2 separate regions of the Hordeum vulgare genome follow, and region 1 is linked to region 2. Evidence: chromatin contacts called from public Hi-C data. All regions are on one chromosome and are shown on one strand. The core of a region is the stretch at or near the end of the contact, and the rest is flanking DNA. Distances in the headings are between cores, read along the strand shown. Region 1 holds the start of LOC123401547 (IQ domain-containing protein IQM3-like). Region 2 holds the start of LOC123401444 (putative vacuolar cation/proton exchanger 4).

Region 1 (2,824 bases), core at 108-2,607, 350 kb after region 2:
CTTCAACGCTCGCCGGTGTTTGCAAGGTTTGTGAAAGGCATCGACCCGTTGGTGAATGTTACCATCAACGGCCACAACTACGACAAAGGATACTACCTAGGTGACGGTATCTATCCACAGTAGACCACTATTGTGAAGACAATCCGCGACCCTGTTGGAGAGAAGTGGAAAAGAATTGTGCAAGAGCAAGAGAGTGTTAGGAAGGACATCGAGCGTGTCTTTGATGTTTTGCAATCTCGATGGGGCGTCGTTCGGTATCCTCCTAGGACTTGGAGCACAATTCTGTTTGAATGGGAAAGAAGGAATTTCTTATTGATACGAGTAATCTATCATCCCTAATAAGACTGGCCCCACATATCAATACTAGTCTTTTCTGCGCACTTTGTCCTCACTCATGCGCATCCGGGATGAACTTCCCGGTCGGTCACCCATCCTAGAACTACTCCAAGCTGAGCACGCTTAACGTGAGCTGAGCACGCTTAACGTGAGAGTTCTGTTTGAATGGGCTTCCGGAAAAGAAGGAATTCCTTATTGATATGAGTAGTCTATCATCCCTAATAAGCCGGGCTATCACAATTATGCACAATATGATTGTAGAAGATGAGCGCACGGAACGTATCTATGATCAAGGGTTTCAGTTTCAGGGTGAGAATGTTGTGCTTGAGCATGAAGGAGCGGCAACATTTAAACAGTTTACTCAATTTCATCATGAAATGTGTGATTGAAAAACTCATATGCAGCTGCAAAATGATTTGGTTGAGCATGTGTGGACTCATGTTGGCAACCAATAAATGTATTTTTTTCACATGTATTTGAGATAATTTATTTTTTATTCGGCTTGTCAAATATGCTTAATTTACTTGGTTGTAAAACTATGTTTTATTTGGTTGTGAAATATGCTAAAAAAAATTATGCCTGTTTGTTAAATAATGCAAAATATGTGCATATTTATTAAAAAGGACGGTCAGACGGCCACGTCGGTAAATATGGGTCAACGCGATGCACCGCCGATCAAAATATGAAACAGAGCTGTTGCCGAATGAGCGGTTGATCCAAACGGATAAAAAACAGACAAAAACGTAGTCCGTTTTGATATGAAATGATGACTCGATATCTTGAAGATATTTTTTCTTTCTTTTTGCGGGCATATCTTGAAGATATTGATAGAGATAAAATGTGACGTAATAAAAAGGTCAAAACATGAAATTTTGCCTACCCCTCAAGACAAAACGCACAGCCCGGGTAGACGACCCAGCGTACTCGCCAGCTGGACCATGACCTCAGCTCATTCATAACAGTAATCTACTCCACTCTCCGATTATCTCATCTCTCGTGTCATCTACTGTAGCAGCAGCAGCGCAGGCGGGCATAAATTCCAGCTGCTGCCTCCCCCTTCTTCCCTCCCCACCCCGCTCTCCCCCTCCTCCTCGAGAAGAGCACGACCATCCCCCAACCCGCCCGACTCCAGAAGGCCACGACCATTATCTTGGCAGCAGATGGAGGTGGAGACCGCGATGCCTCCTCCGGCGGCCGCTGCCTCGCGGGAGCCGAGCCACACGGAGGAGCTCTCCTCCTCGCCGTCGCCGGCGACCGGAGGCGGCGCGAATGGCGCGGCCACCAAGGTGCAGAAGGTCTACCGGAGCTACCGGACCAGGCGCAAGCTCGCCGACTCCGCCGTCGTCGTCGAGGAGCTCTGGTAACCAGATCCTACCTACTGTACTATCTACAGTACTCTTCTTCACACAAAAAAAGGAAACCATTACTGCTCCGCTTCTTTCCTTCCACTTGGCCGGCCTGATAATTCCGGCAAAAACAACGGAAAATCGCCCAAACCCGCCCGATTTCCTCAGGATTCCGCGCTTCTTGCCGCCCTTTTCTTGTTCTTGGTTCTCGCCCTCCCGCGACCCTGATTTTGGTCCTTGTCGGCAATACTGCCTGATTCGTTCTGTGCCTTGATGGCTACGTGCGCTGAAAATTCACCTTTTTTGTTTTTTTTTCCTGGTTTGGATTGAGCAAGGTGGCAAGCGCTGGACTTCGCGCGGCTCAACCACAGCACCGTCTCCTTCTACGACGACCCGGAGCCGGAGACCGCCGCCTCGCGCTGGAACCGCGTCAGCCTCAACGCATCCAAGGTCCTCTTGATACATTCCCTTCCCCTGCACCATCAGTCGCCGGCACAAGGCAGCAGCTCACCATGATGGCCTTTTCCCCACAAGAAAGCCATTCTTTTTTTTTTACTGGAATTATCCTTAGATTCAACTCCACCTCATGTTCATGAGCATGTTGCAGGTGGGGCAGGGTTTATCCAAGGACGCCAAGGCTCTCAAGCTGGCTTTCCAGCACTGGATCGAGGCTGTGAGTACAAAAAATCCCACACATCCACTACTTTTTTAATGCTAAGTAGTAGTATTGTACTTGCTGCCTTTCTATGCTCTCCAAATGTGTGTGTGTGAAAAGAATAAGCTTCCCAGTGTCAGTTGACTCGGACTGTCAGTTGTCTGTGAACATCGATGATAAGAAGTTCCATAGCTTGCCCTCGTCTTGACTTGGACTTCTATTTGCAAAATTTTGACATCCATCTGTCATATTCTTGTAGATTGATCCAAGGCACAGGTACGGGCATAACCTGCATTTCTACTATGATGTCTGGTGCCAGACCCAGGCTGGCCAGCCCTTCTTCTACTGGTAAGATCATGACTGCCGAAAACCTTGCTGTCCAAATGAAATCATGCAAATGAATATGTAGTTCCCATTTTCCTACAAGGTAAGCCTCATATATTTTGCACGGAAATTGATAGTCTTTTGCTCTTTTTCTTTTTTGCAT
Region 2 (2,750 bases), core at 16-2,515:
AATTCAGCAATGGTCGAAGGCGAAGAAGGTTCTGACCGGGTTCATCAAAAGGGGTGACGAGAAGAAAGCAGGATCCAGTAACTCCCGGAGAGGAAAGCCACCGTCGCGGAAAAGATAACCGGATGTTCTTGGGGTCACATCTTGCGGAGCTAGCTCGTACCATCACCAAGGCTTACCAAACGAGCAATCACTCTTCTTGAAGCTTGACTCCTGCGAATTTAAGTCTTGCAATTTTTTTTTACATTCTCAACTAAGTTTTTTAGCCTCCCGACGGCATGTCAACTGTGGCTACTTGTAGCATTATTATTGACACGATGTATCTGCAGTACTACGTGAGACCTCAGTACATCGCTGTATCTTATCTCTTGAATGATCGGCTCCATTTTCTTCTCTTGAATGATCGGCTCCATTTTCTTATAATCTTGCAGTGCGTTTAATCTCCTACCAGTAGTACTGTTCCGACTCTTGCATGTTTCTCCCTTATACGAGGATTTTTTTAATATTAATTAAGAAGTCAAAATAGTTTTGAAGTATTTTTAGATTAAACTTGAATTTGTTTTGCACTAGTATATAAATTTTCATGAAAAAAAGTCAACACTGACTTGTGGGCAAAGAAAACAAAATTTATTTGCTATTATAGGTCACTATTCACATTATTTTAAGCAAAAATTTGTCTTTTTTGAAAAGTAGTCAAAATGTAATTTTCTTTTTGTGAATTTTTTCTTACAAATATAATGAAAGGTCAAGTTTATTTCAAAAATATTTTCAGTTTTTTTTTATTTTTTTATTGAATTACTATTTTCTTTTTAAATATAGGATGTATATTAATAATCCTACACCTACGTATATATATAGGTCACATACGTAAATTGGATTACGTAGAGACGTGGCTTGCTTTAATCAACCTCTCCCTTCCTGATTTCCAGGATGGGCCCCGCTTCCCACTAATTAAAACTGGCTAAGTAATCCCTTACGTAACCTTTTGTAAATATTTTACGTAGATGTAGCAAAACTCGATGTATCTACATCTAGCTTTCAGAAGTTCCTCTCCGGGTCGCAAGGAGGAAAATGCCAACCTCGGACCAATGACTGAAAATACCGATTGAATTAAAAAAAACAGACAATGAAACAATACAAGTTGGCTCTCTAGACTCTCTCCCAGCTCTCTACACTTTCTCTCTCTTCCCGACCCTACCCCTCTCTCTCTCTTCCAAACCAGGACCTAAAAGAGACGTGAGACAGAGGTGGATTTGGTGGGGCCGAGGCGGAGGCAGGTGGTGCCGTACCCGTCTCCAACCTAACCTAACCAGACCTGACCATGCACGCATCTCACCTCTCGTCGTCCTCCTCCTCCTCCTCCTCGTCATGACTCCTTCATGGATGACGAGCGCCCTAATTAGGATCAGGTTTTAGTAGGAGATTAAAAAGCACATTTCACCGGAGATCAAGGGGGCCGTACGGTAATATTAATTGTCATCTCCCTCCTCCTCCTCCTCTTCTTCTTCTTCCGATTTATTATCCATGAGGATTTCGACTCCGCATCGGGCTTTCATCCGTGGATCAGGACGATGACGTCGACGGCGGCGTCCGGCTCCGACTCCCGGCGGCTCTTGCCCGGCCGTCAGAACTCCCATCAGGTTCGTTCGCTCCCTCCTCCCTCTCCTTTCCTCTTCTGCATTATCTAATAGTAGTAATTAATTCAGAACAGATATGCGTATTATGTATAAATTGAATAATATGTAAATGATAATTAATTGGGAGGTTGCAATTGTTAATTAATATGGCAATCAGGTGGGCATGATCAATTAATATTATTTACTGGTTTCTATTGATTCACAGATGGACAGGATCAATGGAAATGGCCAGAAGTCTGCCACTCAAGTGAGTGATCACGACAGCTTTCACCTTGCCGTCTCGCGCATTCATCATGCATTCCTCATTTGCAAACTGCAGTAGTATGTTTTTTTTTTGTCTTTTTAATCTGGTGTCTCCATACTTATTCACTGGATTTGCTCTCGTTGATTTTCCTATAGAACAGGCCCCCACACTCTCCGATGGAGCAGACGAATTCGAGGACGACATCCTTATCGCCTCGGAAGCGCTGTCCCGCAGAACCGGCGGCTTCGAGAGAAATGCAGGCCCTGGGAATTGGGGCATGTTTGGTAGCCTCAAGGTTGTGGTGCTCAAGTCAAAGCTCAACCTGTTGATACCGTGTGGCTTTGTGGCCATCACCGTCAAATACATGACAGGCAATAATGTACGCGTGCTCCTAAATTTCACTGCAAATGTTTTATCAATCTGTAGTTACATCTGCTTTATGCGCTTTATATGCTCCATTTTTTGTGTTCTTGTCCTGATATTACGTTTTTATTCCTTTGTTTGTGTTGAAGGGCTGGGTGTTTCCCCTGACTCTGTTGGGCATTATTCCGTTGGCCGAGCGACTGGGTTTCGCCACCGAGTAATTTGTTACAATTTTCACACTTATTTGGTGATTCTTGCTGATTTTACTGAATAAGCATTTGACACTTTGCTTCTTACTGCAGACAGTTAGCATTCTTCACGGGCCCAACAGGTCTCACTCAGTTGCTCTTCTTTGAAGCATTCTGATCCAAGTAGCATTCGAATTGTGGTTGGCTTGACAAATTTCATGTGCATGCAGTTGGGGGCCTTCTGAATGCTACATTTGGCAATGCAACTGAGTTGATTATATCGATCCATGCGCTAAGGAGCGGAAAGTTACGAGTTGTACA

The links. Hi-C and Micro-C count contacts between places; a contact is called where the count stands out from the background.
Region 1: a contact with region 2 is called in a Hi-C map of leaf, with 5 times the contacts expected there. The contact joins the promoter of LOC123401547 here to the promoter of LOC123401444 in region 2. A contact is called at or near these places in 3 of 6 Hi-C or Micro-C datasets (leaf and seedling) and 1 of 1 datasets of contacts at active chromatin or transcription factors (embryo).

Annotation. Positions count from the first base shown.
Region 1 is chr6H:51,885,176-51,887,999 of MorexV3_pseudomolecules_assembly, forward strand. It overlaps LOC123401547 (IQ domain-containing protein IQM3-like), which reads left to right and starts at 1,358. Exons shown (of 9, transcript XM_045095374.1): 1 at 1,358-1,696; 2 at 2,018-2,132; 3 at 2,290-2,355; 4 at 2,597-2,685. The coding sequence starts at 1,497.
Region 2 is chr6H:51,535,061-51,537,810 of MorexV3_pseudomolecules_assembly, forward strand. It overlaps LOC123401444 (putative vacuolar cation/proton exchanger 4), which reads left to right and starts at 1,266. Exons shown (of 14, transcript XM_045095259.1): 1 at 1,266-1,460; 2 at 1,565-1,637; 3 at 1,840-1,881; 4 at 2,039-2,257; 5 at 2,391-2,458; 6 at 2,544-2,572; 7 at 2,660-2,750. The coding sequence starts at 1,569. LOC123401443 (protein REPRESSOR OF SILENCING 3-like) reads left to right here. Exons shown (of 4, transcript XM_045095258.1): 4 at 1-417. The coding sequence ends at 118.